6 separate regions of the Mus musculus genome follow, and all the other regions are linked to region 5. Evidence: chromatin contacts called from public Hi-C, HiChIP or PLAC-seq and promoter capture Hi-C data. All regions are on one chromosome and are shown on one strand. The core of a region is the stretch at or near the end of the contact, and the rest is flanking DNA. Distances in the headings are between cores, read along the strand shown. Region 1 holds the start of Aloxe3 (arachidonate lipoxygenase 3). Region 2 holds the start of Dvl2 (dishevelled segment polarity protein 2). Region 3 has its middle 15 kb from the start of Alox8. Region 4 holds the start of Rnf227 (ring finger protein 227). Region 5 holds the start of Atp1b2 (ATPase, Na+/K+ transporting, beta 2 polypeptide). Region 6 holds the start of Gucy2e (guanylate cyclase 2e).

What was found. Promoter capture Hi-C pulls out the DNA fragments that hold promoters and counts their contacts. A called contact is a pair of places that touch in the nucleus more often than the background predicts. HiChIP or PLAC-seq counts read pairs in DNA pulled down with a chosen protein or histone mark. Capture Hi-C pulls out chosen DNA fragments and counts their contacts.
Region 1: a contact with region 5 is called in an H3K27ac HiChIP or PLAC-seq map of embryonic stem cells, with 5 times the contacts expected there. The contact joins the promoter of Aloxe3 here to the promoter of Atp1b2 in region 5. A contact is called at or near these places in 15 of 39 promoter capture datasets (the 3T3-L1 cell line, the C10 cell line, the HPC-7 cell line and 10 more), 1 of 484 Hi-C or Micro-C datasets (embryonic stem cells), 9 of 115 datasets of contacts at active chromatin or transcription factors (the 230-238 cell line, astrocytes, embryonic stem cells and 3 more) and 3 of 9 other capture datasets (adipose tissue, embryonic stem cells and liver).
Region 2: a promoter capture Hi-C map of pre-B cells shows a contact between it and region 5, with 6 times the contacts expected there. The contact joins the promoter of Dvl2 here to the promoter of Atp1b2 in region 5. A contact is called at or near these places in 10 of 39 promoter capture datasets (the C10 cell line, cranial neural crest, embryonic stem cells and 5 more), 1 of 484 Hi-C or Micro-C datasets (embryonic stem cells), 3 of 115 datasets of contacts at active chromatin or transcription factors (bone marrow-derived dendritic cells, craniofacial prominence and fetal liver) and 3 of 9 other capture datasets (adipose tissue, liver and macrophages).
Region 3: a contact with region 5 is called in a Hi-C map of cortical neurons, with 2.6 times the contacts expected there. The contact joins the enhancer-like site here to the promoter of Atp1b2 in region 5. A contact is called at or near these places in 5 of 39 promoter capture datasets (3T3-L1-derived adipocytes, cranial neural crest, frontonasal cranial neural crest and 2 more), 1 of 484 Hi-C or Micro-C datasets (cortical neurons) and 3 of 9 other capture datasets (adipose tissue, liver and macrophages).
Region 4: a contact with region 5 is called in a promoter capture Hi-C map of adipose tissue. The contact joins the promoter of Rnf227 here to the promoter of Atp1b2 in region 5. A contact is called at or near these places in 9 of 39 promoter capture datasets (the HPC-7 cell line, cranial neural crest, embryonic stem cells and 6 more), 1 of 115 datasets of contacts at active chromatin or transcription factors (craniofacial prominence) and 3 of 9 other capture datasets (adipose tissue, macrophages and pancreatic islet).
Region 6: a promoter capture Hi-C map of hippocampal neurons shows a contact between it and region 5, with 5 times the contacts expected there. The contact joins the promoter of Gucy2e here to the promoter of Atp1b2 in region 5. A contact is called at or near these places in 11 of 39 promoter capture datasets (3T3-L1-derived adipocytes, the C10 cell line, cranial neural crest and 8 more), 2 of 115 datasets of contacts at active chromatin or transcription factors (bone marrow-derived macrophages and neural tube) and 3 of 9 other capture datasets (adipose tissue, liver and pancreatic islet).

The regions. Positions count from the first base shown.
Region 1 is chr11:69,123,139-69,127,846 of GRCm38.p6, forward strand. Aloxe3 (arachidonate lipoxygenase 3) reads left to right here and starts at 3,239. Exons shown (of 15, transcript NM_011786.2): 1 at 3,239-3,411; 2 at 4,188-4,392. The coding sequence starts at 3,265. It overlaps n-TKctt27 (a tRNA gene), which reads right to left and starts at 2,110; the gene lies at 2,038-2,110. It overlaps Hes7 (hes family bHLH transcription factor 7), which reads left to right. Exons shown (of 4, transcript NM_033041.4): 4 at 1-121. It overlaps n-TRtct4 (a tRNA gene), which reads right to left and starts at 430; the gene lies at 344-430. It also overlaps n-TLtag3 and n-TQctg6.
Region 2 is chr11:69,997,741-70,002,660 of GRCm38.p6, forward strand. It overlaps Dvl2 (dishevelled segment polarity protein 2), which reads left to right and starts at 2,852. Exons shown (of 15, transcript NM_007888.4): 1 at 2,852-3,286. The coding sequence starts at 3,093. Phf23 (PHD finger protein 23) reads left to right here. Exons shown (of 5, transcript NM_030064.4): 3 at 6-98; 4 at 561-1,392; 5 at 1,498-2,271. The coding sequence ends at 1,712.
Region 3 is chr11:69,210,258-69,214,729 of GRCm38.p6, forward strand. No RefSeq gene overlaps it. Among named protein-coding and RNA genes, the nearest start is that of Alox8, 15 kb to the left of the region's middle. Within about 2 kb of position 1,359, at least 47 of the 459 cell types and tissues checked have an H3K27ac peak or open chromatin away from gene starts, as enhancers often do. A contact at or near this core is called in cortical neurons, where this site is marked.
Region 4 is chr11:69,337,373-69,342,074 of GRCm38.p6, forward strand. Rnf227 (ring finger protein 227) reads left to right here and starts at 3,424. Exons shown (of 2, transcript NR_027827.2): 1 at 3,424-3,686; 2 at 3,787-4,702.
Region 5 is chr11:69,603,871-69,608,559 of GRCm38.p6, forward strand. Atp1b2 (ATPase, Na+/K+ transporting, beta 2 polypeptide) reads right to left here and starts at 2,090. Exons shown (of 7, transcript NM_013415.6): 1 at 1,391-2,090. The coding sequence starts at 1,502.
Region 6 is chr11:69,233,467-69,238,290 of GRCm38.p6, forward strand. Gucy2e (guanylate cyclase 2e) reads right to left here and starts at 3,556. Exons shown (of 19, transcript NM_008192.3): 1 at 3,480-3,556; 2 at 2,450-3,188; 3 at 2,052-2,356. The coding sequence starts at 3,179.

The DNA of each region.
Region 1 (4,708 bases), core at 1,989-4,488, 480 kb before region 5:
TATATATTTTCCCATCCCTTTTCCCTGTCCCACTTCCCTGTGTGTAGCATTGTACTCTCTCTACCCTAGTCCAGTCCCAGTCCCTTCCCGAGTCCCTAGTGCATGGAATAAAATCGTTATTAAATCCCGGTGTGTCCCCTAGCCAGGGGCCTGCCTTTATATTGGCGCCACGCCTACTTGCCCATACCCTTCTCCCACCTTTAGGCCTGCTCTCCACGGCCCAAGCCCTGGGGGAGACAGGTAAGTAAAGAGCGGAGCGACAGACTGAGGTTGGAGCTGAACTTTATTTGTGGGTCTTTAAATTTTTTAAAAGCCAAGAAAAGATTAAAATGAGTAATAAAACCGACTCTGGTGGGATTCGAACCCACAACCTTTGAATCGCTTTCTCGTCACTAGAAGTCCAATGCGCTATCCATTGCGCCACAGAGCCACATGGCGGGCGGCGCCTCCTTCCGGCTTACGGACACCAGTATAGGAAAAAAAGGGGTAGCGTGGGAGGGAGAGAGAGAGAGACAGAGAGAGAGACAGAGAGACAGAGAGACAGAGAGACAGAGAGAGAGAGAGAGAGAGAGAGAGAGAGAGAGAGAGAGAGAGAGTGTGAGTGAGAGAGAGAGAGAGAGTGTGTGTGTGAGAGAGAGAGAGTGTGTGTGTGTCCGTGTGCAAGGAGATGGGGCGGAGCGTCATAGGAGCTAGAGGTGACAGCCTCAGGTCAGCGGAATGAAATGTAGTGTATGGAAAGCGCATGAGCTAGGTGACAGGAAGGGTGGATGCAGGTGCGAGAAACAGAGAGGGAGACTAACGAAATTTGAGCTCCCCAGCAGTGCAAAGCTCGGGCTGCTTCTTGCGTAAGCTACCAAGCTCAGACTTGCTCGGTTCCCAGATTTGATCTCACTAAATAAACTTGTTTTGTTGTAAATCTCTGTGTCTTTGGGACCATTTGTTTCGCTTCTTTACAATGTCGTTTAGCGCCTCGGTGAGTCCTCATTTCGGGTTTGAAATATACAGCAACAAAAGAAATTCGGGTCAGTTCGTGGCTGTGAGCGTTGAGAAGACTTCCTTCTACTCTCTTAGGAAGACGACGGGAAATAGCAGCTTCCATGCGGGTAGCGTGGCCGAGCGGTCTAAGGCGCTGGATTTAGGCTCCAGTCTCTTCGGAGGCGTGGGTTCGAATCCCACCGCTGCCAGGCCAGAGTTTTTCTCCTGAAGGCCTCTTTAGTTTTATGAGAACAAGCCACTGCTTGGCTATGAACTTTGGCTTGTCAACAAAACCCAAGATTGCTTCCATATTCATAGACAAGACGTGACAAACATTGTTGAAATAAGTATTCTTATACACTAATTCAGCGCAGATCTTGGTGTATATAAGTGTAATTTAAAAAATTATACTAGAATATCTGTAACAGACATACTAAGCATGAAAAATTACAAACAAATATATTTATTATGTTGATGTACTAGCAAAATGCTAAGGTTCCACCGAGATTTGAACTCGGATCGCTGGATTCAGAGTCCAGAGTGCTAACCATTACACCATGGAACCCCCTCTTCTGTAGTGCTCTCAGAAATTATATACATTATTCTATATCCCATTTTGCATATCACTCCATTTATTCAAACAAACCAAAACAAACACATGAAGCCAACTACTAAAATGTGATTATTGAGTACCTGAAATATGAGTGCTTTCTTCTAAACATGAAAATTAAGGAAGATAATTTAAAAATTCGTTAAAATGCGGATTTTAAAACACCAATTAGGGTTAAAATAAGATTTTCAAATATTGTAGTAAATGAAGTATATTATTAATATTAATAATATTAACTTCCCCATTTTCTTTTTACTCTCTTTGATGTATTCCTCGTTTGTATAGCTAGTACTTTAACGTAATGCTGTTCCCTCTTCTGATTGTTCGGAACTTACGTTCAATTTACATTTCCTTTTAAAAAGAATGCAATTACTTTGTTATTATAGAGCTATTGTCAAACAAGACAGCCTAACAATAGTGTTTGTAAGTGCAGATTCCCACAAAAAGCTAAGCGCCCGAACAGGGACTTGAACCCTGGACCCTCAGATTAAAAGTCTGATGCTCTACCGACTGAGCTATCCGGGCTCTTAGCAAAGCTCTCCACTTTTGCCTAAATGAATTTATTATGATACCTACGTATTCTTGTGTGTATTTAAAGGATGAAGTTCGTTTTTGTCCGAGACTCTGACTTACTGAAACCTAGTCGCTAACGCCTCGGCTTTTATTAGAAGTTAAGGAGGGCAGGAGCGCCACTCAAGCAGGAATCTAGAGGTGCCTAGACCAGCCACGCGGGGCCGCTGCGGGCCACAGGTTTCCCCGGTAGAGTCTATTTTTTTTCTTCCCTGGTCCTTGTGACCTATATCTTGGACACCTAGGGCATACAGGGTGCCTCCCACGGTTCAGCAGGCTGGCTGAGGGAGGACCTGGAGCGTAAAGAATGTCACATGAGGGCCTCCAGATGCTGTCGGGCAGGCTTCCACTCACTTGGCAGGCAGGTCCTATCTCAAAGGAGTGATTGAGGTCGGGAATAACAAAAACTGGAGACAGAGAGAAGACTAGACTTTAGGAGGAGATGGGTGGGTCGGTGGCAGGAAGGAGAACATGATGGCCTTGTCACGTGCTAAGATGTGTGTTATTCACTTGATTGTTGATGAGGTCACCTGGCATTTATGAATTGGTGCAGCTTTCCGATGCACGGTGTGATTCACGTGGGTGATTCACATGTAGGAATTCTGGTGTTCTGGTGCCCATTTCTGGTTTGGAAATAGGAGGAAAAGGCTCTAGGTGGAATCTGGGGAATGGGTGAACATGGGCTTCAGGACATTAGTCAAGCCACTGATCAGACACAAAGTAGTGTCCCAACACGCGTCACCTCCTCCCTGTCTTCCACTTGCCACTTGGTCCCTCCTTCCTTATTCCCTCCCTCACCAATGGGCCCAGGCTTCTGATATCCATCTGGATGAGCCAGCCAGAGGGACAGGCTGTGTCAGAGGCATGCAAACAAGTATTAGGGTGCAAGTCGGTGGGTGGGGATAGTACTCCCGAGCTACCAGCGGAGCTGCCGTGAGAGATCGAGAAAGAGAGAGAGCGCGCGCGAGCCCAGGAACGTCCTAGAGCTGGATCCTTCCTCAGGCCCACCCTTCCCCAGCCCCCAGCCTCCTGCCCAGGAGCTGACTCTCTCTTACCTGTAGCGTACCTTCTCTAGGCTAGCTACTGGTTTGGGGTTATTGGGTCCAGTCATGGCAGTATATCGGCTGTGTGTGACCACTGGTTCCTACCTGAAGGCTGGCACATTGGATAACATCTATGCTACATTGGTAGGCACCTGTGGTGAAAGCCCTAAGCAGAAGCTGGATCGCGTAGGCAGGGACTTCGCCTCTGGATCGGTGAGTACAGAGGAGAGATGGGGAACCTGAAGGAAGTGAGGATTATTCTTGTTGGATTCGTCAAGTCCTGCTGAACTCAGGATGCCTGCTATGTCCTGTGATCATTTTCTTTGACATCCCTGACTTTTGGGAGACGATAAACCATACCAATTGTTCTGAGACAGGGCTGTGGGGAAGGGCATTTGGAATGGATTCTGGGGACTTCCCCTAACTTCCTGGCTTCTCCTATCATTGTTGTTATTGTTATTATTTTCTGTGGTTTTTCCAGACAGGGTTTCTCTGTGTAGCCCTGGCTGTCCTAGAACTCTCTGTGTAGACCAGGCTGGCCTTGAACTTAGCAATCTGACTGCCTCTGCCTCCTGAGTGCAGGGGGAATTAAAAGCCACCACTGCCTGGCCTGGCTCCTCCCCTAATTGACACTAGGCTTTGACCAAATTGATTCCTCTGATCAGATCATGGGTCTCCTGTTCTTTGGGAGGGGTCTGCTTTGTCGGTCGCTAGTTTAGTTTGCTAATGACCCTACATGAAAGTGAACTACTGGCAGTGAGGGTAGGAATCCCTACAAAAATTCACTCAGGCACTGAGTATGGTGCCTGCTCCTCTCTGGATGGAGACGGGCTCTTTCTCTCAATCACACAAAGGAACCACATGGATCAACGACTGCTCAGGCCAATATCCCAGAAAGGTAGCGGTGTTGATGCACACTTCAGAGTGCAAAGATGTCCTCGACAGTTCCTGGTTGCTCAAAGGCCTGCTTGCTGCTTCCCTCACTCCAGGTTCAGAAGTATAAGGTGCGCTGTGAAGCAGAGCTGGGTGAGATCTTGCTGTTGCGCTTACACAAGGAGCGCTTTGCTTTCTTCTGCAAGGACCCTTGGTACTGCAGTCGAATCTGTGTCACTGCCCCCGATGGCTCTGCTGTCCACTTTCCCTGCTACCAGTGGATCGATGGCTACTGTACTGTGGAGCTGCGGCCAGGAACAGGTGGGCAAGGGACAGAGACTGCACAGTACTGCAGAGGCTTCGTGTGAGGTTAGGAATGGAGTCTCACAGAACTCGGCGCGTAGGGAATGTGACTGGGGTTAGGAATGCCGGGATCCCAAAGCAACAGTGTCTGATAAAGAGCACTGCTAAAGTCCTGACATGCAAGAGCTTCCTGGGTAGTGTTTATTGTTCTGGAGGTACACACAGACAGGCTCACACAGACAGACGGACACAGATAAGCACACACAGAGAGACTCACACTCCCATAGCAGGCAGCTAATGGTATCCCTCTGCATTTCTCCAGAATATGGTCTTC
Region 2 (4,920 bases), core at 1,602-4,101, 390 kb after region 5:
TTTAGCCACCGGAGAAAAGGCGGAGAACCATTGAGGATTTTAACAAATTCTGCAGTTTTGTCTTGGCCTATGCTGGTTACATCCCCCCTAGCAAAGAGGTAAGGAACAGAAAAGTAGCTGAGGTGAGGCAGAGTGAATTACTTTATAGGAAGAGCCTACTGTAATATGCAAGACTAAGAAAACCGGAAGCCCTTAGGGCTATGGTGGGAGAGCTGGTTTGGAGGGATGGAATAACGGCAATGAACGGCAGAAACAAAAATTTGGAGTGTTGCTCAAGACTTTTTAATGGTTTTGAGTGGCTGTTAACAGAAAAGTGTTTCCAGGTAAGCTGTAGGGAGATGAGTGTCCTAGCAAACGAGATACTGAAAACAGTGCTGGAAGTAACAGCTGTGGCTTCTGTGTTCTAAAGGTCCCCTGAGGACTGTGAGGAAGGTAGGTTATAGAGTACACATCAGATTTGGGGTAGGGATACGTCTAGTTCCTGGTTTTTATGCTGGACATGTGGCAGGGCTGAGCTGTCACTAGACTCCGGCTGACCCTAGTCTCTTCCTCCTTTTAAGGAAAGCGATTGGCCAGCCTCTGGCTCTAGCTCTCCATTGCGAGGTGAGAGTGCAGCAGACAGTGATGGCTGGGACTCGGCCCCGTCGGACCTTCGAACTATCCAGACTTTTGTTAAGAAAGCAAAGTCATCAAAGAGAAGGGCAGTTCAATCAGGTCCTACCCAGCCAGGACCCCCAAGGTCCACTTTTTCTCGTCTGCAGGCTCCTGACAGTGCTACTCTGCTTGAGAAGATGAAGCTCAAGGACTCTCTTTTTGATCTGGATGGGCCCAAAGTGGCATCTCCACTCTCTCCCACATCATTGACGCATACTTCCCGGCCCCCCGCTGCTCTCGCCCCAGTGCCGCTGTCCCAGGGGGACCTCTCCCAGCCTCGAAAGAAGGACCGAAAGAATAGAAAGTTGGGACCAGGAGGTGGGGCTGGCTTTGGGGTGCTTCGGAGACCTCGACCAGCTCCTGGGGATGGGGAAAAGCGGTCTCGAATCAAGAAGAGCAAGAAGCGGAAGTTGAAAAAGGCAGATCGGGGAGATAGACTCCCACCTCCTGGCCCTCCTAGGGCTCCTCCCAGTGATACAGACTCTGAAGAGGAGGAGGAAGAGGAAGAAGAGGAAGATGATGAGGAAGAGATGACAGTGGGGGGTGGAGTCCCAGCCCCTGTGCTCCCAACACCCCCTGAGGCCCCCAGGCCCCCTGTTACAGTGCACTCTGAAGGTGCTCCCCCTACTGACAGTGAAGGCAAAGATGTGGGCAGCACAGAAACAAGCCAAGATGGAGATGCTAGCTCCAGTGAAGGCGAGATGCGGGTCATGGATGAGGACATCATGGTAGAATCAGGTGAGAAGTTGGGCTGCCCGGGGTGGGGAGCAGAGGTGATAGCTTTGGGGGCTCTTAGGAGTTGACGCCTTGAAGCAGAACACTAAAGAGATTTGTCTTTTCCAGGTGACGACTCCTGGGATCTGATCACGTGTTACTGCAGAAAGCCCTTTGCGGGGCGGCCCATGATTGAGTGCAGCCTCTGTGGGACGTGGATCCACCTCTCCTGTGCTAAGATTAAGAAGACCAACGTTCCCGACTTCTTTTATTGCCAGAAATGCAAGGAACTTCGGCCAGAGGCCCGGCGGTTAGGGGGTCTCCCCAAATCTGGAGAACCCTGACATCACTAAGGCTGGAACTTGTGACATTACTTGGGAACTGAGCCTCAGGGTCCCCAGCCTTCCCTTGGAGTGAGGAGGCTGTCCCCACTTGAGGGCCACAATTCCCAAGGGAGACGTATTTGGAAATGAGTGTCTTCTACTCTGTCCTTCCTGCTCCATGGACTTGAAGTTGACCCCATTACAGTTGGGTCGGGGAGGCTGGATCTGTAGACAGAATCTCTGTCCAGTCAACCCTGTACCCTTTTCACTTGCAGGTCCAGGGCTCAAACTGGGATGTAATGGGATAGTTGTCTATAAAACTGTAGTGTAAATACAGCACTCCCCTCATGTTTCTTCTCTCTCCCGTTTACTTTCTTTTACACCGGATGTATTTTTAATTTGGGGCTCCCCCATTTGAGCGAGGTTGCTCAGAGGTGGAGTACCAAAGCCTGTGGAGTGAGGAAGGAAAGAAAAAGGTGTCAATTAGCACTCGCCTCGTTTTTAATACTGTTGGCCGGCTGCTCAGACAGACGGCCTGCGTGTTGTAAATAAAGCAGAGTGGGCTCTTGTGTTTTACAGCCCTCCTTGTCCTATTTGGGGAGGGGATCTTTGGGAAACCTGGTGGAAGTCTTGGGTGGAGTTGGGGCTGAAGGCCACTTGTAAGTCCAGGGCTGTAATTCCACAATTTGGGAGGTGGAGATGGGAAGTTTAGGGGCCAAATCTGGCTTGGGCACTGTCTAATGCCCCTCAGACATCTCTGAAGACTATTTCGGCTTTCTCATCCCAAGTACAGTCTAGTAGGAGTACTGCCCTAAGGGTCCCAGGTTACAATTCTCACTCATCAGCCCATATCCCCGCCCCTCTTATAGTTGCTATTGAGGTGCCTTGAACCTCAGATGGGTAAGGCAAAGTGGGGGCCAGTTGCCAGCATTCCAAGAGTAGAAGCTTGCTAAGGTACTTGGGAGGGGGGGGGGCGGGTTGTACACGTTTGGGGGCGGAGTCGTCTAGGGCTGAAGACCGTTGCTCAAGGCAGTGGTCACGTGAGTGTCTAGGTGGAGCTTGTAGTAACGTGACTCAAGGAAGTCACGTGAAGCACAGTCGGCTGCGCAAAGTGGGCGGGCTTGGGTCACGTGGCATGGGGAGAGGTGGGCGGGGACCTCGGTGCTGCTCGCGACGTCCGTGGAGCTAGTGGCCCTCGACTGTGCGGTCTAGGTTTTGAGTCTCGCCACACAGCTCTTCCCGATCAGCCCGCTGGTCCCCGCCATCCTCCTTGGGCACGTCTTCCGCACTGGCCCTGCGCTGTTGGCGCTAGCGCGTCAGTTTGCGGGTGTGCGCAGGCGCGGCGGGGGCGCTTAGTCCTGTTGGGTGGGCGGCTGAGCCCGGGAGCGCGCGAGCGAGACCATGGCGGGCAGCAGCGCGGGGGGCGGTGGTGTAGGCGAGACGAAGGTGATTTACCATCTGGATGAAGAAGAGACTCCTTACCTGGTGAAGATCCCTGTCCCGGCGGAGCGCATCACGCTCGGCGATTTCAAGAGCGTTTTGCAGCGGCCCGCGGGCGCCAAGTACTTTTTCAAGTCCATGGATCAGGATTTTGGGTAAGCGCGAGGCCTAGACTGGGAAGGACGGTGGGTATGCTAGAGTGGATTGGGCGATATTGAGGGAGACCGGTCTACCTTGGACTGTTTCTGGCCTGTAGTGGAGCATAGCATATTGTACTGTGCTAAGGTAGAAAGCCCATCCCAAGACGGACAAGGTTATATTTGGACACATAGAAGAAAGGGCTGGATGGCGAGAAAATTAGGTTGGAGGAATGGGGAACACTGGTTTGTTTGGCCATTCTCTCTCCATGATTTTAGCCAAAAGGCAAAGAAGTGATGCTTGAGGTTATGCTAGGCTGTGCGGAGATTAGAGCCATCTATCTTTTGGTGAGCTGGGATGCTCGCTCTCAGACGTCTGCACGCGAGTTAGATAGAGATAGTCTGTAATTTTGTTTGCCTGTTTTGATTTGTTCTTTTGTTTGGAGGTAGGGCTTTATTCCTTGTATCCTAGGCTGGCTTCGAACCCATGGAGTTCCTGCCTTAGCCCCCAGAGCTGAAATAAACAGGTGTGAGCCAATATGCTGGGCATGCAGTGTTTTTATGTAGACCGGGCTATAGTGAGACAATTAGGCTATTCTGGCTTATTAATCAGGTTCCATAGTATTATTTTGGGATGGTAGAGTCTGTAATATTGCAGCGAGATCTATTGGGATATATTAGGCTGTTTTGAAGTAGACTTTCCTGGCAAAGCATGTACCATTCTGAACTTTTCTGAGTTCTTATTTCCTCTTAGGGCCAGAACCTCCTCTCCCCGCTACCCCGATACCCCCTGGGGGCTGAAGAGAGTTGGAGGATTTTTTTGCTTTTTTTTTTTTTTTAAAGATATTTTATGTGTTGGGCAGTGGTGGTGCACATCTTTAATCTGAGCACTTGGGAGACAGAGGCAGGCAGTTTTCTGAGTTCAAGGCTAGCCTGGTCTACAGAGCCAGTGCCAGGACAGCTAGGGCTGCACAGAGAAACCTTGTCATAAAACAAACAAAAGCTACTTTATGTGTTTGGGTGTTCTGCATGCATAGTGTGTACCACAAGCATGCAGTGCCCAATGAATCCAGTAGATGGCATGGGATCTCCTAGAACTGGAGTTAGCATCTGCCAGCCACTATGTGTGTGCTGGGACTTGAACTCCAGTCTTCTCCAGAGCCAGTCAGTCTGCTGCTGAGCCAAGAACTTCCTTCTGTTACTGAAGCTACCTAGAACACAATATAGAACAGGCTTGCCTTGAACTTGTAGCAGCCCTGCCTCTACACCTGCATCCATAGTGCTGGAACTAGATAACGTGTGGCAGTCAGGATGCCTGGCCCAGACCTGGGCTTTTTACAAGTTACAAGACAGGGACAAGTGGGAACAAATGGGGTAGTGGTACTGCTACATCATAGCAGAATGGGGTACTGTAATCAGTATGGTGCAAAGGGCTGCTTGTGTGGGGACGCTGGGGGCTATGGAGTTCTGGGGTGATTTGTGACATGCTGGGTGACCCTGTGCTGGACTGAGACTATAATTTAAGGCAGTTTCTTGTTGTTGTAGAGATTGGGACTGAGCCTTCTGTGTCCCCAAGCTCAGACTGTGTTAGGCTATGATGTCCTGAGTTGACAAGCAGGGATAGCAGGGTCCTGGGGACAGGAAGGTGACCT
Region 3 (4,472 bases), core at 109-2,608, 390 kb before region 5:
CTAATCATATTAAGGTGCTTTCTACAATATTCAAATAGAAATAGCTAGGAATAGTCAAGGTTTAACAGTTCAGATACATGTTATATAGATGGACAGTCTTCAAAAACATCAGAAATCCACAGAATATGACATTTAATATTAATTCATTATTAAAGACCATTTGACTAGACATGTCTGCTCCTGACAGTAACCCCTTCACAGTTCAAAGAAGAAATTGAGCATCAAAACCTCTATAAGGAGTTGCTCCACTTATGGTAAGGTACCCACTGAATAAAAACTGTCCTATCCATCTACAGACAAAAAATACTGTCCATTACAGGAAGTGGGCACAGCATTTCTGACTCCATGGACTTTCAGGGCAGAGAGGGTCAGAAGAAAACAGAAGCTTCCCTAGGCTAGTTGGCTGAAGTTTAAGAAGTGGGGCTTTGGGGACAGTTCCTGCTGTGGCTCATGAAAGAGGACCCCTAAGAGTCTGACTTGAAACTGCCTCTGCCCGGGCTTCCCTGGTGGCCACGCATGCAGAGGGAGATGCTGCATCCAGACAGATCTGTCCTGTCTCATCTGAGGGTCCTCAGCAATGAAGAAGGTTGAACCCCAATCTCAAGGAATCATGCAAAGTATTAAAATTCAAATGTAGATGTCAGATGGTTGCCCAGTTTTCGAGGTGTTGTTTATTCATTTGTTTATAGACAGGGTTTCACTGTCTATGGATATGGCTGGATACGTAGACCAGGCTGGCCTCGCACTCATAGCAATCTACCTATCTCTGTCTCCTGAGTGTTAAGATTAAAGGCATACACCAGCACACCTGGCCTGTGTCTCTTTTATTAAAGAACCTCTTCAAGCTGGGCTCAATGGCCACTTGCCTTGAATCCCAGCATCATTGTGTAGGGTCCTAGGCAGGAACGGAAGCAGACAAGAGACCATGCAGTTTCAAATTTTTATTTTCCTGGAGCACTCCCTGCATATGTCCCATCTGGACAAGGACAGACACTTAGAGATATCAGCACCTGAGCTAAAAGCAGACTAGAAAAATTTCCCAACTGGTAGCCAGTCAAGCCTCCACCACGTTTCTATTTGTTTGTTTGCTTGCTTGCTTGCTTGCTTGCTTGCTTGCTTGCTTGCTTGCTTTTTCCTGTGGTGAAGAGGAGTAAGAGTCTAGGGATCACACGATGCCCCCTCATGATGCTCATCTTCTGACTAAGCAGCCACAGTGGGACAAAAATGATGTTAGTAGGTACAAAGTTCTTTCTCAGGTCCGACAGGCAAGACTTTGGAGCCGGGAAAATTGATGGATGGATCTCTGGCAGGCATGACTAGGAGCAGGGAGACAGATGGATGGATCTCAGGCAGGCATGACTAGGAACAGGGAGACAGATGGATGGAGCTCAGGCAGGCATGACTAGGAGCAGGGAGACAGATAGATGGATCTCAGGCAGGCATGACTAGGAGCAGGGAGACAGATAGATGGATCTCAGGCAGGCATGACTAGGAGCAGGGAGGTAGATGCTTTCAATCAGGCTCAACATTTGAAGGCAGCAACTTGAGAAATATAAAGTATGTTCACACTCATATCTCGTCACTCAAACTCACAGTCTTATTATACAGATCACATGACTTGTAGTTTTGATTGTGGTCTTAACAAACAAGAGCCAAGTGGTCACGAAACAGGAAAGTCTCTGTAAATGACACAGCTCGAAGCATCCTTGACAGCCACACCAAAGCCAAGTCTAAACGCTCAGACTGTTCCTGCATCTTGCACTCACCAGGCATGTAACCGTCAACAGGGCTAGACTGCCAGTTTGAAGAGTGGGCGGTGAGGTGGGACACCTCTGGGAGGGACAAAACATCTTTACTTGGAATGGGTGTGTCTCTGGGTTGTAGACATTTACGTGCCCTGTAGGATGCTGGATTCCCAAATCTCTTAGGTGTCTCCTAGTCTCATCTTGGGAGCCAAAGGAGATTCATATCTACACCAACATCCTTGTCAATGATTAGTCATCCTGCTCCCAAAGGAGTCAACCCCACTGCATTGCTCTTTTTCCTGCTTTATTTCAACTTAGAAATGATGAGCCATTCCCTCCCCAGGTCCTTGCATTTCCTGATTAGGTTACCAGCAGCCACAAGGGCTGGGTCAGCTAGTCCTCTGTGGAGTCCATTCCTTGAGTCTGCATCTTGCTGATACACCCATAAACCTCTCACATGCACAGTTCTCTTGGTGTTTTTTTTTTTAAACAAAAGGATTGTATTTGCTTGCTTGCTTGCTTGTTTGTTCAGACAGAGTCTCTCTGTGTGGCTCTGGATGTCCTAGAACTTGCTCTGTAGACCAGGCTGGCCTCAAACTCACTAGAGATCCTTCTACTTTTGCCTCCTAAATGATGGGATTAAAGGCATGCACTTCCACCATCTGGCTGGTTTATTTTGTTTTTAATTATGTGTATCAGTCCATAAGCAGGGATACATGTGGAAGCCAGAGACATCAGATTCCCTGGAGTTACCATTACACGTAGGGGTGAGCTACCTCATGTAAGTGCTCGAATCAAACTTAGCCATGGAGCCATCTCTCTGGTCCTCTTATTTTCCTTCTTGTTAAGTTGGTACAGCCTCCATAATCCTCTGCGAGATTATTAAGATATTTGGGCCGAAAAGAGCAGACTCCCCTAATTCAACCTCTACCTGAGTCCTTGTAAGCCATGATGGGGACTCTGGGATGGGATGCAGTCCCACAACAGCAGCTGAAGCACTCCCTGGAATAGCTTCAGTGATGGACAACTGGAGGGTGGAGGCGATTGACTGCACTCTGCCAAGATTAAGACCCCAATGGGACTACAACACAGAGGGAGATAAGTCACTCAGTGATGCCACTTGGCTCTGTAAGAAGGGATGAAACAGGCAGCTCCAAAGCCCAGTGACCTATCTAAGGTAGAAGATATGAAACGTGGCCAGACCAATAGCAGTCATTTTTTCTGCAATGCCTCCTTCATATATCTCTATGGACCTGGAGGACCTGGATGTCTACCAGTCATATATCTCTATGGACCTGGAGGACCTGGATGCCCACCAATCATATACCTCTATGGACCTGAAGGACCTGGATGCCCACCAGTCATATACCTCTGTGGACCTGGAGGACCTGGATGTCTACCAGTCATATATCTCTATGGACCTGGAGGACCTGGATGTCCACCAGTCATATACCTCTGTGGACCTGGAGGACCTGGATGTCCACCAGTCATATACCTCTGTGGACATGGAGGACCTGGATGTCCACCAGTCATATACCTCTGTGGACCTGGATGTCCACCAGTCATATACCTCTATGGACCTGGAGGACCCGGCAAGTCTCAGGGCGATTAACTTGACTGTTGTTATTCAGCCACTGACATACATAGAAAGATACAAAAGATGAATGGGTATGCAGGAAAGAACAAGTCAGAACTGTTAGAAACAGCCCAGAAGGTGTTTGACAGCAGAGATAGCAAAAAAAAAAAAAAAAAGATCTTTTATTTAAAAAGATGGAATGAGCACCATGGCTGTCCCACAAGCCTGTCACTTTCAGTTCTACCCCATGATACAGAAAAGTACCAATGCACCTACTGCAAAGGAATGGATTACTAGAAGAATAAATGCCCATAATGGAAACAGGTGGCCCCTCCTCCCCAACCCAAGCCAATCCTGGCTATGGAGGATTAGAAAGGCTAAAAGTTCCTTCATACTAGGCCCCCAGGGGCCTATGGTAACCTTTACCAACTGGGGCAAATCTGTAAATCTTCTGGTAGACATGGGCTACCCATTCAGTATTCTGGGGGCCCCTAAGGCCCCTAAGGCCAAACAACGGAAGTACAGGCACAGCAGGGGATATTAAAAAATATAAATGGGCCACTGACAGGACTGTTAACAAGGAACTGTGACTCATCGTTTTATCATTATTCCTGAATACCCCTACCCTTTACTGGGACAGGACCTCTTCTACAAGCGCCAGACAAAAACATTGTCCTCAGGAAACACTCCTAGGTTGCAACTGGGAGGCCCTGCTAAGGTTTTAACTATAACCTGCCCTAATAACTGAGGGATATCTACTCCTTCAAAATCCAACCCATTCCCAGGAAGGGATTTTTTTTATTGATAGGTGATGTATCCATACAGTACATAAGAGATTCTCTCTACAATATATAAACAGAGGGGCTTGCTCACCTCAGAGAGAAAGACTAGTGAAATAAACATGAAACTACCCAGTTGCTAGAAGCCATCTGGCTGCAAACTGAACCAGCCGTAATCCATTGGCCAGAACACCAAAAGGACAAAAGTTCTCAGACTCAAGGTAACAATTATGCAGATCAAGTCACCAAAGAGGCTGCTCTGGGGGAACCCAAACCCCAGACTGTCCTGGAACTATCTGCTATCCCTGAGCCCCCACTCTGCCTCAAAGATGTTTCTGGAGAACGATCAAAAAGAGATCAGGTCATATTCTG
Region 4 (4,702 bases), core at 2,174-4,673, 270 kb before region 5:
TTTGGAAAAGGAAGATCACCAGTTTGGGTTCTTGGCCATAAAGGCTATGGAACAAGTGACAGGAAGCCATAAATGAGCTTAAAGGAACCCACTGACTGTGGAACACCTTGGCTTTTTGTTGTTGTTTTTGTTTGTTTGTGAGCTCTCATTTCTTTCTTTCTTGTTTTTAAAATGTATTTCATGTATGTGAGTACACTGTTGCTGTCTTCAGACACTCCAGAAGAGGGCATCAGATTTCACTACAGATGGTTGTGAGCCACCATGTGGTTGCTGGGAATTGAACTGAGGGCCTCTGGAAGAGCAGTCAGTGCTCTTAACTGCCGAGTCATCTCTCTAGACCTGTGAAACACCTTGTGCTCATCTTATTCTACCTTTGTTGAATAAGATTTGGGTTGGGAGATGGCTCACCGTTAAGCGAGAGCTTAAGTTTGAATCCACAGATCTCACATAAGCTGAGTGTGACGATCCGTGTGTCCATAATCACGGTCTCCTATGGCGGGTGGAAAGATACAGGAGAGTCCTCGGAATCCCAGCAGTTTGGGGACCAGATATCCTGATACACAGATCTGGAAAACCCTGTCCTGAGCACGGTGGTTTCTGAACCTGGGCATGGTGGTGCGTGGTTTTAACCCTAGCACTTTGAGGTAGAGGCAAGCAGATCTCTGAATTTGAGGCCAGTCAGGTCTACATAGTAAGATTCTGCCTCACAAACAAACAAACACCCACTAGCAACAACAGGAAAAGCCAAACAAGGAGAAAGTGAGGATGCCTAAGGTTATCCTCTGATTTTGACACATGTGCCATAGCATGAACCACACAAAAGAATCCACATGCATGTACACACATAGATGTTGTATAGACAACAAAGATGAAGACTTACCATCAATTGAAGATGGTTTTATGCATATGTGTATGGAGGTGCTCATGGAGTCTAGAAAAGATTCAGATCTAAAGCTGGAGGTACAGGCAGTCGTGAGCTGCCCAACACAGGTGCTGGGAACTGAACTCGGGTCATCTGAAAGAGCAGCAGGTGTTCTTAAGCACAGAGTCACCTTGCCAGCCCCCTGAAGATATTTAAAAATGTGAGGCACACCTTCCCAAAGAAAAGTTCTACAAAAGGTGTGAATTATGACAGTGTCATTGGAATAAGTGAGTAAGTTCTCCCAAGTGACCATGAAAGCCATCAAACTCCTAAAATTTTAATGTCTGCTTAAAAACCATGATAAACCAAAGCAGGCCATGAAGGCACACACCTGTAGTCCCAGCACTTGGGAGGCAGAACAAGAAAGATCAGAAGTCGAAGGTCATTTGGAACGTGTAGAGTCCCAAGCCAGCCTGAGTTACATGAGGCCCCCAGTCTGCTCTTTATTTATAGAGGACGCAGCTTTGTTGCCAGAACCCATGCTGGGCAGTTCACAACCACATTCGACTCCAGCTCCAGGAGATGGGACAGCTACTTGGATTCCAGGGGTTCCCGAACTCATGGGCACACACCCACACAGACCCACAAACATACATCACTAAAAATAAAACAAATCTTAGGTAAATCTCACCAAGAAGATTATTTTCCAGAAACCATAATCCTGGTGCTCTGGAAGCTGCGGTAGGAGGACTGCCCTGATTCTGAGACCAGCCTAGGCTACATAGTAGGTTCCAACTTAGACTGGGCAAAAGATTACTGTTGTTAGGCATGGTAACAATAGCCTTTAATGCCGGCACTCAGGAGGCAGAGGCAGGCAGATTTCTTGTGAGTTTGAAGTCATCCAGAACTATATGAAAAGTTTCAGCCCAGCCAGGGCTTCAGAGTAAGACCCTGTCCCTAAAACAAAGATTACCCTCAAAGATTTTAGCTTTAAAATGCTAATGTTAAAAACCAAAACCAGCTCTATCTTACCTGTGATGGGCCGGTAAATGCTATACCATGTAAAGAAACCCATCTTGTATTAACCAAGAGATGGTGTATGGGAAATACTGGGTACAGAGAAGTTACAGAGAACACAAAGCCGGCGTGGAGCCAGGGATGATAAGGATAATAACAGCTGTTGCTTATCTGATGTTTACTGTGTACCATCAGGCACCATTTAAAGCACCTTACAAACACAAGCTCTTTCCATCCTTACTATTATTACCCACACTTTGTAGATGAAGAAATCAAGGCCCAGAGAAATGAAGTAACTTGTCTGTGGGTGTCACAACTAGGATTTGTTCTTGAGCCAGCTGTGTCAAGACTGTGTTATTATCCTCCGCAACAGAGCCTGGGTTCGAGAGGCTGAGGAGGCAGCTTGGGTGTGGGTGCCACACCGTGAGGGAATGTGGGCTGTGAGTACCACGTCCTGTTTACCTGTGGGAGAAGTCAGACCCCTGAGTCAGAAGTCACGCAGAGCTGCTTCGTTTCCACCATCATGCTGTGTGGGTGTCCAAGTCTGGATACTCCGGAAGGAAAAGATTCCCAGCATTCCTAAGGCCATGCTCCTGGAATCTAGGTCCCTCCTTGTGCTGAGGTGTTAGCTGGACTCAAACTCTCAGAGGGGGTAGGGGGAGGAATTTGAGGGAGCCAGCCTTCCAAAGAACCCAAGAGGCCATGTATAAAAAGGAGAGGCGAGGGCAGAGTGAATTATGGCTGGGCACAATCCAAACATCCAGAAGACCAATTAAAACTGGGCAGAACCAACAGTAAACCTGGCATATGTTGCCTGTTTGTGAGGGGAAGGGCAGGAGGGGATTGTGAAAGAGTATGAACATGTGACAAATAGGCCAACAGGGCCATATAGACTTGTGCTAGTGACTGTGTGCAAGAGGAGACCTGGACACCTGCATCAGGTAGGTTTAAGTGACAGCGCTAGTGTTTTGCTGGGGGTGAGGAGTCCGCCATGGAGGCTGTGGGTGGAGCGTGCCCCCCTCTTCCCTCGGGTAATTCTGGCATTGTCCTGGGCATTCAGCCCGCTGCATCCCCACTCGCAAGTCCAGCCTCGCGCCTCTGCCGCCCCAACGCGTGCCTCGGAAGGGAGCGGCCCATCTGCGCGTGACGCCTCGAGGGCGGGGCCTCACTATTAAAAGGGGACAGAGGCGGCGGCGCGGGCCCCAGGCCCCTGCCCTGGCCCAAGGAGGGCTCATTCGTTCTGTATCCTAGCCGCCTAGAGATCGAAGCCCTCGGGCCACGGTGACCACGATGCAGCTCTTGATGAGAGTGCCCTCTCTTCCCGAGCTGGGTGAGCTGGACTGCAACATCTGTTTCCGACCCTACAACCTCGGGGCCCGTGCGCCCCGCCGCCTGCCTGGCACGGCGCGCGCCCGCTGCGGCCACACGCTGTGCACAGCTTGCCTGCGCGAGCTGGCAGCGCGGGGCGACGGCAGCCGCACGGCCGCGCGCGTGGTGCGCCTGCGCCGCGCTGTCACGTGCCCGTTCTGCCGCGCGCCTTCCCCGCTCCCGCGCGGCGGCGTCACGGAGATCGCGCTAGACCCTGTCTTGTGGTCACGGCTGGAGGAAAAAGCCCGGGCTGAGCGTGAAGGAGACCCGATGGGGAGCCCGGCCAAAGACAGCGGAGAGGATGGAGAGGACGACGACGGGGAAGCGGAGAGCGAGAAGGGGGCGGGACCTCCAAGTGCGGGTTGGCGCGCGCTTCGCCGAATTTTGGACAGGGTCCTGGCGCCGGCACGCCGCTTGCGGCGTCCGTTGCCTAGCAATGGTGAGGGGCGGCCTAGGGAGGATACTGGGTACATTGCACCGAAGAATGCTGGGTCAAGTTGCATCCTCCTGTTGCCACTAACCCTTCTTCTTTCCTCCAGTGCTCTACTGTCCAGAGGTCAAGGACATTGCCCACATGACCCGTTGTACGCTGTAACCAAGGAACCCCAGAGCTATGGCAGAAAGCAGGTGGGAGCAGCATCCTCAGGCGTGCTCTGACACAAAAGGTTGATGTCAAGACTACCTGGAAATCAAGGCTGATGCTGGAATTGGTACATGCGTGATGGAGATGGAGCTCAACAGAAAGGACCCTAGATGGTGTGGATTCTGAGCGGCGAAGGCTCCTAGACTGTGCCAGCATTATATTTTCAGGATGGAGTGGCCAAGGGATAATAGAAACAAAGCCTACCATAATGTAGGAAGAAAAAAAAAATAACAAAGCTTTGGCGTTTGTTCAGAGTCTGTGGTGTAAGCAAAGGATCCAATTTTAGCAGTGGTCTGTGGTTGACAATGTGTACTGTGGAAAAAAGGACAGGACAGGGGATAAGCTAATTTATATGTCATGTCAATCTCACTTATCTGGTTGTGTTTGCTGGCATGCCATCTTCCCACTCTTGTTACCGTGCTCCAGCAATTACTGAGTTGACTCCCTGCTTATGATTGGGAATCTTGCATATACAACCTCCCTTCAGCTGGATAGGGCAGGTATGAAAACATCCAAGGGGCATTTATTTACATGAGGCCTTATTAAAGGCTTATCAAAGATGGGTGAGCCATTTGATAAAGGAAGCAAAATTTAGGCCTTTGTTATCTTTACTGACTCTGTAGCAATACTGGGGAAAAGAAAAAAAAAGATGCTCACATAATTTTAATTTGTGTCCCATAATGGGACATTGTTTACTGTATGTAGTTAGTTCTATTCTAAAGTCCTGTAAATATCTTACTGTAGACTTAAAATCAAGACCAGCAGTGTTGGTTGGTCTCACAGCTTGCTAGAAATGCAGAATTTCAGGACCC
Region 5 (4,689 bases), core at 840-3,339:
GGTCCTGAAAAGGCAGCATCTGTTCCTGCCGTATCGGAACTCGAAGTTAGAGCCGTCTCAGAGCACAAGGATCTGGATGCAACCTGGTAACTGCGCAGCACTCTCAGCCAAATTCTTATCACCTCAGAGGACTCAGGTAGCAAGATCTGTCTGTCTGTCTGTCTGTCTCTCGCCCTGAGGAAGCAGCCCCTGAAATGAGGGGCTAATGGCCCAGCAGTCACCCCCACCTTTAACTCACACAGGATCTTGGCCAGAGTCAAGGAGAAGACAGAATCTCCTAGAAGCCTTCCCTGGACATCATCTCTCAGGACTCCTATCCTAAGCCTCCAGTGAGGAGGACATGCTGTTCCAATCTCCCTGAACTCTCAGTCTTTCTACCTAAGAAGACAGTTCCTCTGTGGAGGCTTCTGAGTAGCCCAAGCATCCATCGTTGATCCTTCACATCCCACAGGGTCTTGGGTTCCTTGAGGACAAGGGCTGCATTGATCTCCTTTCATGGTCCCCTAAGCCTCAGGTGGGTGGTCTGATGAAGACTGTGTCCAATCGATGTGGATATGTCGTAAATTATGTCACACAGAATCCCTTGTGCTTCAATTCTCCAGCTTGGCACTGTCTTGCAAGACTGTCAGTCACCCTTACCTCACCGGGTACCCATCAGCAGCCCCTGACTACCTAAGTCCTTGCACACCCATGAGGTAAGGGTAGAGAGTTCTTCCAAGGCATCTGAGTCCCATGTAAACACCCTGCCTGAGGATGTACCCATATCAGCACAGTGACCATTACTCCCTCCACCTCTGACATCTGAAAACCTCAAGCCTGGAAAAATACCATCCCTCCTGGCAGCCCCCCACCCACAAAGCAGCCACAGAGGACTCCAAACGCCCAATGGTGGAATACAGACAAACAACTTCCGCTGTTAAGAACCCCCCCTCCCAAGACCCCCCTGCCAGATCCGCCTCCTCATGAATGTTCCCAGGGTCCAAGGGGGTGGGTGAGAGCTAAAAATAAACGAGGTTGGCTAGCTAGTGAGAGCCAGAGGGAGAGTTAGGGCACTCTTCGGGGAGAGGGATGATGACCGTGTGCAGCCGCAGGGCCTGAGCCGGAGCGGGAGCGCCGTGGCACGGACACGCGCGCAGAGCCCGCGACCCCCCGCCCGAGGGGGCTCCGCGGGGGGCGGGCAGGCGGCAGTGACCTACTTTCTCCGCCTCCGCAGCGGCCAGTCAGAGAGATTAGACCGCTGATTCGGGGCCCCTCCCGATCCAAAGCCCGACAGTGGGGGCTGGACGCCAGGGACCCGGCAGGGGAGCTGGGGCGACGCCCGCGGGACCCTGCGCCCCAAAGGCATCGCCGAGCGGTCAGCTACCACCTTTCCCGCGCCAGCCCCGCGTACCCCAGCTGGTCCCGGTGCGCCCCATGAACTGGTGCGTCCGCGGGTTCCACACGAACTCCTTCCACTCCTCAACCACCTGCCCGCAGCTCTTCTTCTCTTTCTGGATGACCATCTTGGAGGCACGGGGCGAGTCCCGGCGCGCTGCTGGGGGCTGCGGAGAAGCCGGGGCGTCGCGCGCTGAAGCCCTCCACGCACCAAATGCGCGCGGGAGCGAGGCAGGGAGACTCCAGTCAGATATACAGCTGCTGCAAATTCCGGGGTGCACAGCCACGCACTGTGGTCTGCTGGCAGTGCGGCGAAGGTGCACCGAGGCTAGGCCCCCCGACTGCGATAGAAAGGGGGGCTGTCAAAACAGGGAAAGATAACCAGGGAAAGGGATGCCGAGGCACCTTCACCCCACACACCGCCTAGAAGCAAAACAAAAAGGGGTGCAAAACCAGACGGCTCCAAAATTCGAGCGAAACGCAGAAAAAGCGGGGTGCAAAGAAGCAGGGAAAGATGGGGGAGGGAGCCGCCCCGAAATCCGAGATGCAAAGAGGCTGTAGAACGCGGCAGGTGGCCGATTAAGGCTCCTCCGACAAACGGCGACAGCCACACCACAGTTGGCCCAGCCAGTGGGAGCTGGGGCGGGGACAAGCAGTTGTGGGGGAAAGACAAGGATAGGGGCCCCCCAATCGGAGGCTCCGCTCCTCAGCAGTGCGGGGAGCGCGAACCCTGCGCACAGTCTTTATAGTCTGTGACTCTGAGGGTGTCCGCCCCCTTCCCACCCACCCCTCAGGAACCCCGCCTCTTCGTTGCTCGCTCAGGAGACCTCATACATATGCAAATGAAGATGGATTGGACCCGCCCCCTGGCGCCTTTTTTTTTTTTTTTTTTTTTTTTTTTTTTGGTCCTAGCGGGTTCTTCCTACCCCAGACCCCAGGTACAGTACTGAAACAAGATTGGAAAAGAAGACAAGAGGGTGAGAGTCTGGGTAGACCTAAAGAAGAGAACACCTCCTGAGAGGCTCAAACTGAAAGACGAGCTGATACGTACTCAAAAGTGGGGGGCCCGGGGCAGGGAATTTAAAAAGAGACTAAGATAGAGTTACTTCGAAAGCCTCCGGAACAGAGGGCTGAATGTGAGAGGAATAAAGAAAAGCAAGCGCCAGACACCAAGAAAGAGCCTAGAAACTAGAACATAGAGAGGGATAGAAGCCACCACAGGACGCCCTTCTTCTCGGTTCCACTGGCTCCTTTGTCCAACCTACCTGTTCTCCATGACCAGGGTCCCTGCCATCTTTCCAAACTTGTTTGAGCCCCAAAATTTCCCTGTGTCCCTGATCTACAGCCAGGTCTGCATGGGTCCTGCCTTCCAGCCGCCCCTCCCCACCAGGTCTGATCTCCAGCCCACGCTTGCTGGAGCACCTACACCTGATGCCCCAGCTCTGGAACCTGGGTTCCCTTGGAGTGATGTTGCAGCCCAATAGCTTAAGAAGAAGAGGGGCAGGCTGGAGAGATGGCTCAGCAGTTAAGAGCACTGACTGCTCTTCTGAAGGTCCTGAGTTCAAATCCCAACAACCACATGGTGGCTCACAACCATCCATAATGAGATCTGACCTTGTGTGTCTGAAGACAGCTACAGTGTACTTACATATAATAATAAATAAATCGAAGGAGAAGGAGAAGGAGAAGGAGAAGGAGAAGGAGAGGAAGAGGAAGAGGAAGAGGAAGAGGAAGAGGAAGAGGAAGAGGAAGAAGGCCATTATCTTTATTTCTTTCTGTGGCAGGAACACCACAGTCCATACTTAGAGGAATTGGTTTTTTTCTTCTACCATGTGGATCCTGTACACAAGGCTAGCCTTGAAGAGATGCTCCTGCCTCTGCCCCCCACATTCTGGGTTTATAAAAATATGCCACTATGATATTTTATTACTCTCGGTGATGCTAGTAATGTGTTTTGTTTGTTTGTTTGGTTGGTTGGTTGGTTGGTTTTTATTTTTCTTTTCTTGAGACAGGATCCTGTTTATCTGAGGCTGGTCTGGGACACTGGTCTGAAGCAGCCAAGGTGGTTTCCACTCCTGAATACTGGGATTGCAGGTGTGTACCACCATATCCAGCTCCAGGGTTGCCTTCCTCTGCTGAAATTATAGGTGTTCATGACTATGTCTGACTGTAATTCCAATTTTACTCCAAGTATCACGGAAGTAATTCTAGCATTGTGAAATGACATAATTAAGTTTAATGGATCTTCCAGGCATGCTGGCCATATCTGGACTCAGCTACCTGGGATCCTGGGGTAAAAGGATTGATTGAGGTCAGGAGTTCAAGGTCATTCAGGACAGCATAACAAGACCCTAACTCAGAAGAAGAAGGAGGAAGAGGAGGAGGAGGAAGAGGAGGAGGAGGAGGAGGAGGAGGAGGAGGAGGCAGCAGAAAGAAGAGCCAGATATGTTAATCCATGCTAGTAGCCCAAACTGAAGGTGTGAGGATAATGTTTGAAGCCAGCCTGGGCTAATAGAGAAATCATGTCACAAAAATAAAGCTTCTGTGTGTGTGTGTGTGTGTGTGTGTGTGTGTTTGGGTGGGTGTCATCCCAAGGGAGTTGGAGAAGAATGTGAGTAGATATTATTAAAATACATTGTATATGTGCAAAAAATTCTCAAAGAATAAAATAAAGATATATTACCCTTGTGTGTGTGTGTGTGTGTGTGTGTGTGTGTGTGTGTGTGTGAAGGCCACAAGAAGCAAGGGCAGTTAGGAGACACTACAGCATGTAAGTATTCTAGGTAAGAGAGGCGACTGACTTGAACAAGGACATCAAGGTGGAAGATGGAGATACGAGAATGAATTAAAGACCTAGTCCAGAAGTAGGGCGAGTAAACAACAGGATAAGGCAAAGAAAAGGATCATGGCTGGCACCTGAGTTTCCCTCTTGAGCACATGGAACGTGAACTTATTTGTATGCTCTGCCTATGCAATTACATTGTAAACTTCCCCTTCCCCACCCCAGTGCTGAGGCCCAAAACCCAGGGCCCTAAATGTAACTGGCAAATACCACTGAACTGCCTCCCCCACCCTAGACTCTATGCTTTGTTTTCTTTTGTTTTGTGAGAAGGGTTTCACTGTATAGCCCTGGCTGTCCTGGAACTCACTCTGTAGACCAGGCTGGCCTCGAACTAAGAAATCTGCCTGCCTCTGCCTCCCGAGTGCTGGGATTAAAGGCATACGCCACCATGCCCAGCTGACTCTATGCTCTTTGAGAGTAGACCTTTATCTTAAGATAGTGCTGGTTGCTGAATTCAGCTCAAATATGGAATG
Region 6 (4,824 bases), core at 2,306-4,805, 370 kb before region 5:
TCTTTCTTTCTGTCTCCTACACACATACACACACACACACACACACACACACACACACACACACACACACACTTTCTTTGGGTCATGTAGCCCAGGCAGATGTATGACCTTGAACTTCTGATCCTCCTATTTCCAGGTGGAAACTCTGTAGACAGAGCTCCCTCCCCAGCCAGATACTGAGTGTCTTGATTCTCCTGCTTCAGCCATTTAAATAGCTAGCATTACTGGCTCGAATGATCAGTTCTAGCTTGATTATCAGTGTTTCTTCCATTCCCATTCCAAAGAGGTTTTTTTTTTTACCATTAGTACCCTCTCCTCTCTACTATCCTCAGTTCCTATTCATGGAGTGACAGACACCAGGGAACACCAGTGACACAGAGGTGTATGAGACAGCCTGTCACTGTGGACAAACTTTAGTGTAGGGGGAAAAGGGCAAGAATGTTAAGGGAGTGTGATACATGGGGGTAGAGGGAATCGAGGAAGCTTTAGAAATGAGGAAGAAGAGGTAGAAGGTTCCAGAAGGCGTGATCATCACCCAGGTATTAATCAGAATTCTCCAGGGGGTGGGGGGTGGTAGGAGAGAGAAAAAAGAGAACACGCTTAAGAACCTAAAGTCTGGCTGGAGTTCATGGAAGACGAAAGAGAAAGGAAGACTCAAGACCTACTAGACCATGTGGAGAGACCTCCATCTATACAGAGTAATGAAGGCTCCCAACTCAGGATGCCATCCAGATGCTCCCAGGAGGCCTTGAACCAGGCATGCAAACTGTAGAGCACCCCATTTCTGAAACCTGCTGTACTGATTGACAGAGAGAGCCTGGGTCGGGTGAGCATTTTGAGATTCTGGACTTGGGTCCAGAAGTGTTGTGCCCTGAGTCAGGGCAGTGTCAGTGAGGAAGGGGAGTATGAGTGGATTCGAACAACCTTCAGAAGTCAAGGTAATAGGGCTTCACGCCTGGGTTCGTGGGGTCCAGGAGGGGAATCGGGTCTCCAGCATGGTCAGCTGGCTGTGCCCTTCATGACAGCTAATGGAAGTACCTCTGCTCCTCCCATTTCTCCATGACTGACAGATTCTCTGTCCCATCTTACCCTTACTTTATTAATTATTCCCAAGCTTTCTTCTCCTCTACCCCAAATACCTTCTTGGAGAAGGCTAGAGGCATTGGTGGGGAATAGTCCAGTATGACTCTCCACCCCACACCCCACCTTCTTTCAGTGGTGGTCCCTCTTGACTCTGGGTGTGGCTACTTATTTATTTTGGGAAATTGAACCTAAGGCCTTGCCCAAGCCTGGGCAAGTAGCCTACCCAAGCCTGGGCAAGTTCCCTACCCACGTGCTGCATACAACCATCTCTTGACTTTTTAAGACAAGCCCATGGTAAACCAGAGTTTACTCTGTAGCTCAGGAAGAGCCTGAGCTTTCCACCCTCCTGCCTCAGCCTATTGTATATGGGGGATTACAAACCCATATCACTAAGCCTGGCATGAATATGACTCTCTTGATTGCTAATTTTCTTCCTACTGATATCTAGCTTCCCTTCTACCTCAGTAGCTTCTAGACTCCCTTTGTGACTGGGATGGTATTGGATAGTCTGAATTTGGATCCTAGAGACTCAAGAAATTCTGATTACTACTTGGATGTTGGAAATTTATCTTTGGAGCCCCCATCTCCACCTAGGGATCTTTCTTTCACATTAGGGCCCTCACAAAGTTAAGAACACTGTTGTGACGCTGGGCAGTGGTGGCGCATGCCTTTAATCCCAGCACTTTGGGAGGCAGAGGCTAAGCCAAACCAGAGCTTCTACAACACCCAGGAAACTCCAGCTCAGATGCCGCTACAGTTTACGCCCCATTGACTCCACCCTCCCCTTGCCCATTGGCTCCACCCTCCCCTTGCCCATGGCTCCACCCTCCCCTTGCCCATTGGCTCCACCCTCTCCTTGCCCATTGGCTACACCTTCCTCTTCCCTCTAGTTCCATCCTTCTCTCCTTGTCTGTTCTCAGCTCACTTCCCTGGCTCTCCTCCCTCTTCTCTTTTTGTAATCTATCTACCTGCTTCAGGTTGAGGTCAAGGGGCAGTTCCTGGTGTTCTTGAGCCCTGCGCAGGCTGTCTTGCACGCTGCCTCCAGGAGGACAGCGGCGCGTGAGTGTGAGCACCGCATCGTGAGCCCTGCGGAGCTGGGAGCTGTTGACAAATGCAGCCAGAGCCTCCGGGCCTGGAGACAAAGCGTAGTGAAGCGTGTCGAAGGGCAGGAAAACCAGGGAGCCATCAGTCAGAGCCAGTTCTTCTGCAGCTTCCAGTAGGTAGCGCTGCTCCTCGCCGCCCAGCAGCACCGAGTGCATCACCATGATCACTACTGCGGAGCGGACGGACACAGAGGCTGGCTCGCTACGCTGTCCACTCTCGGCAGGACCCACCCACCTTGCCCGCACTCTACTGGGGAGCTTACCTCTAACTCTAGGCCCATCTCGGATCCTCCCGAGGGCCTCCCGGGCTCCAGACCGGTCTGAAGTCTCCATGGAAGTCACTAGGGCAACTGGCAAACCCCGGGCCCTGAGTGCTGTGGACAGAGCGCGTCCCGCCTCCACCCACAGGTCTTGGGGTGCAGTGATCAGGGCCACGCGCGCCCAGCGGAATGCTCTAAGGAGGACGTAGAGAGCATCTGCAGCGGGGGTCACCGCCGGGGCTGTAGTACCCGCCGCCCGCGTGCCAGGGCAGCCCCAGGGCACCAGCGCTACTCCAGCTTCTTGAGCCAACAGTTCGGCTGGCCGACAGGCTGCGGGGTTCACCGGACCCACCAGGCCAGAGACTCGAGACAGCGCAGAGGACACAGCCCCTAGTGAGCCCGGAGTCAGGCAGGGCTCTGGGAGCAGCGCAACCTCGAACCGGGGGCCGCCGTCTAAAGCAAAGTCACGATTCAGGCGGTTGGCGGCCAGACGCGCAGCCAGGTCTGGTCGGGCCCGTGCAAAGATGGGGTCGCAAGCCCAGGGGCCCAGCACCCCCACTTTGAACACAGCAGAGAGGGCAGAAGGAGATGGGAGCAGTAGCAGTAGCAGGAGTCCCGGTAGCCCAGGCCTTGGCCAGCGCAGGACCCGCGAGAAACTGGACGGAGACTGCCGCGCAGGGACACAGAACCCGGCGCCGGGAAGCCCTCCGGCTGGCAGGAGCCAAGCGCTCATTGCCTTCTTCTGTGAACACAGAGCGAACAAGATAAGAGTTGAGGGCCCTCAGCACTCACTCCCGTAAGGTTCTCCCCTCAAGCCTGTTTCTCAAATTCCGCCCAACCCCCTAGGGTGTCTTGGCTTCCAGGACCCTAGATGGCAGCCCAGCTCATCGCCCCAAGGTCTTTTTGGTTTAGCCTGTTTGTACTTAGATTGTTTATCCTCCCTTCCTCTTCAGCAGTCTTGGGGGTTCAGTGGGGAATACTCCCACGCCTTCATACAGGACCGAAGTTCCTGTGTGGGTCATTCATTACTTACCGGAAAGTCCGGGGCTAGGGCTTGGCTAAGGGGTCACAGGATCGATGCCCCTTCGGTCTCCCCTGGCAGCCCAGCCCAGGGCGGGGGGTGTGGGAACAGCCCGCTGCAGCCCTTAATCCCTCCAAGCCGATTAGGATCTTTTAATCAAGCAGAACAGGGCGGGCTGATGGAGGTTGAGAGTCTCTACAGCTCCTCTGTAGAGTGGGGTCTGCCCTGCTTCTAGACAGCCACAGTTGCTTTAACTAATCATACAGGGAGAGAAAGCGAATCTGGACTGTACCTCACACCGCGCACGAATTCAACGTCAGACTTACATATGAAAATAAAATGTTTATCTTTTTCAGCTGTCTCTTCAAAAAGGGAATCAGATAAGAATCATCTGTGGGGCCGGGCGTGGTGGCGCACGCCTTTAATCCCAGCACTTGGGAGGCAGAGGCAGGCGGATTTCTGAGTTCGAGGCCAGCCTGGTCTACAGAGTGAGTTCCAGGACAGCCAGGGCTACACAGAGAAACCCCGTCTCAGAAAAGAATCATCTGTGGGAAGGAGGAGAGATAAAGGTTCAATGGTTAGGAGCGTTTGCTGCTTTCTTCGGAGGACCCAGGTTCATTTCCCAGCACCCACATGATGGCTCACAATCATCTGTAACTCCAATTCCAGAGGATCCAGTGCTAGCTTCTGAGAGAAAGCACCTGGTGGTGCACTGTCTGTACATACAGACAAAGATAAATAAGATAATAGAGTTAATTTTAAAAATCATCCGTGGACACTAAAGCTAGGGGGAAATTTTGAAGAACATCATAGATGTTAAGTTTTTCACAATTATAAACTGTCACTCCATCTATTGTTCATAGGTTGATAGACAGCAAACATATAATTGCTGCAATTTTAACTGTAAAAAAAATATTTATAGCAGAGTGTAATAGCCTTTGTTCCCAGCACAAGGGAAGCAGAGGCAGGTGGATGGATCTCTATGAGTTCGAAGTCAGCCAAGTATACCTAGAGACTTCCAGGACAGCCAAGGCTACACATAGACCCTGTCTCAAAAAAAAAATTATTTTCTACATATGTATGGGTGCCTGAGTATATGTATGTATGTATGTATGTATGTATGTATGTGTGCACCACATGTGTGCAATGGCCGATGGAGGTCAGAAGAGGCATCAGAATGCTGGAGTTACACACAGTTGTGAGCCACACCTGTGTGCTGAGAGCCAGCCAATAAGTAAGGTCTGGACCTGTTGACTGGTCTCTCCAGGCTTGGGACTGCTGCAGCCACTCCGTACCCCCTTGCTCTGAGGTATTCTATCTACAGGCACAGGACATTCATTTACCCCTTCAGTGGTTA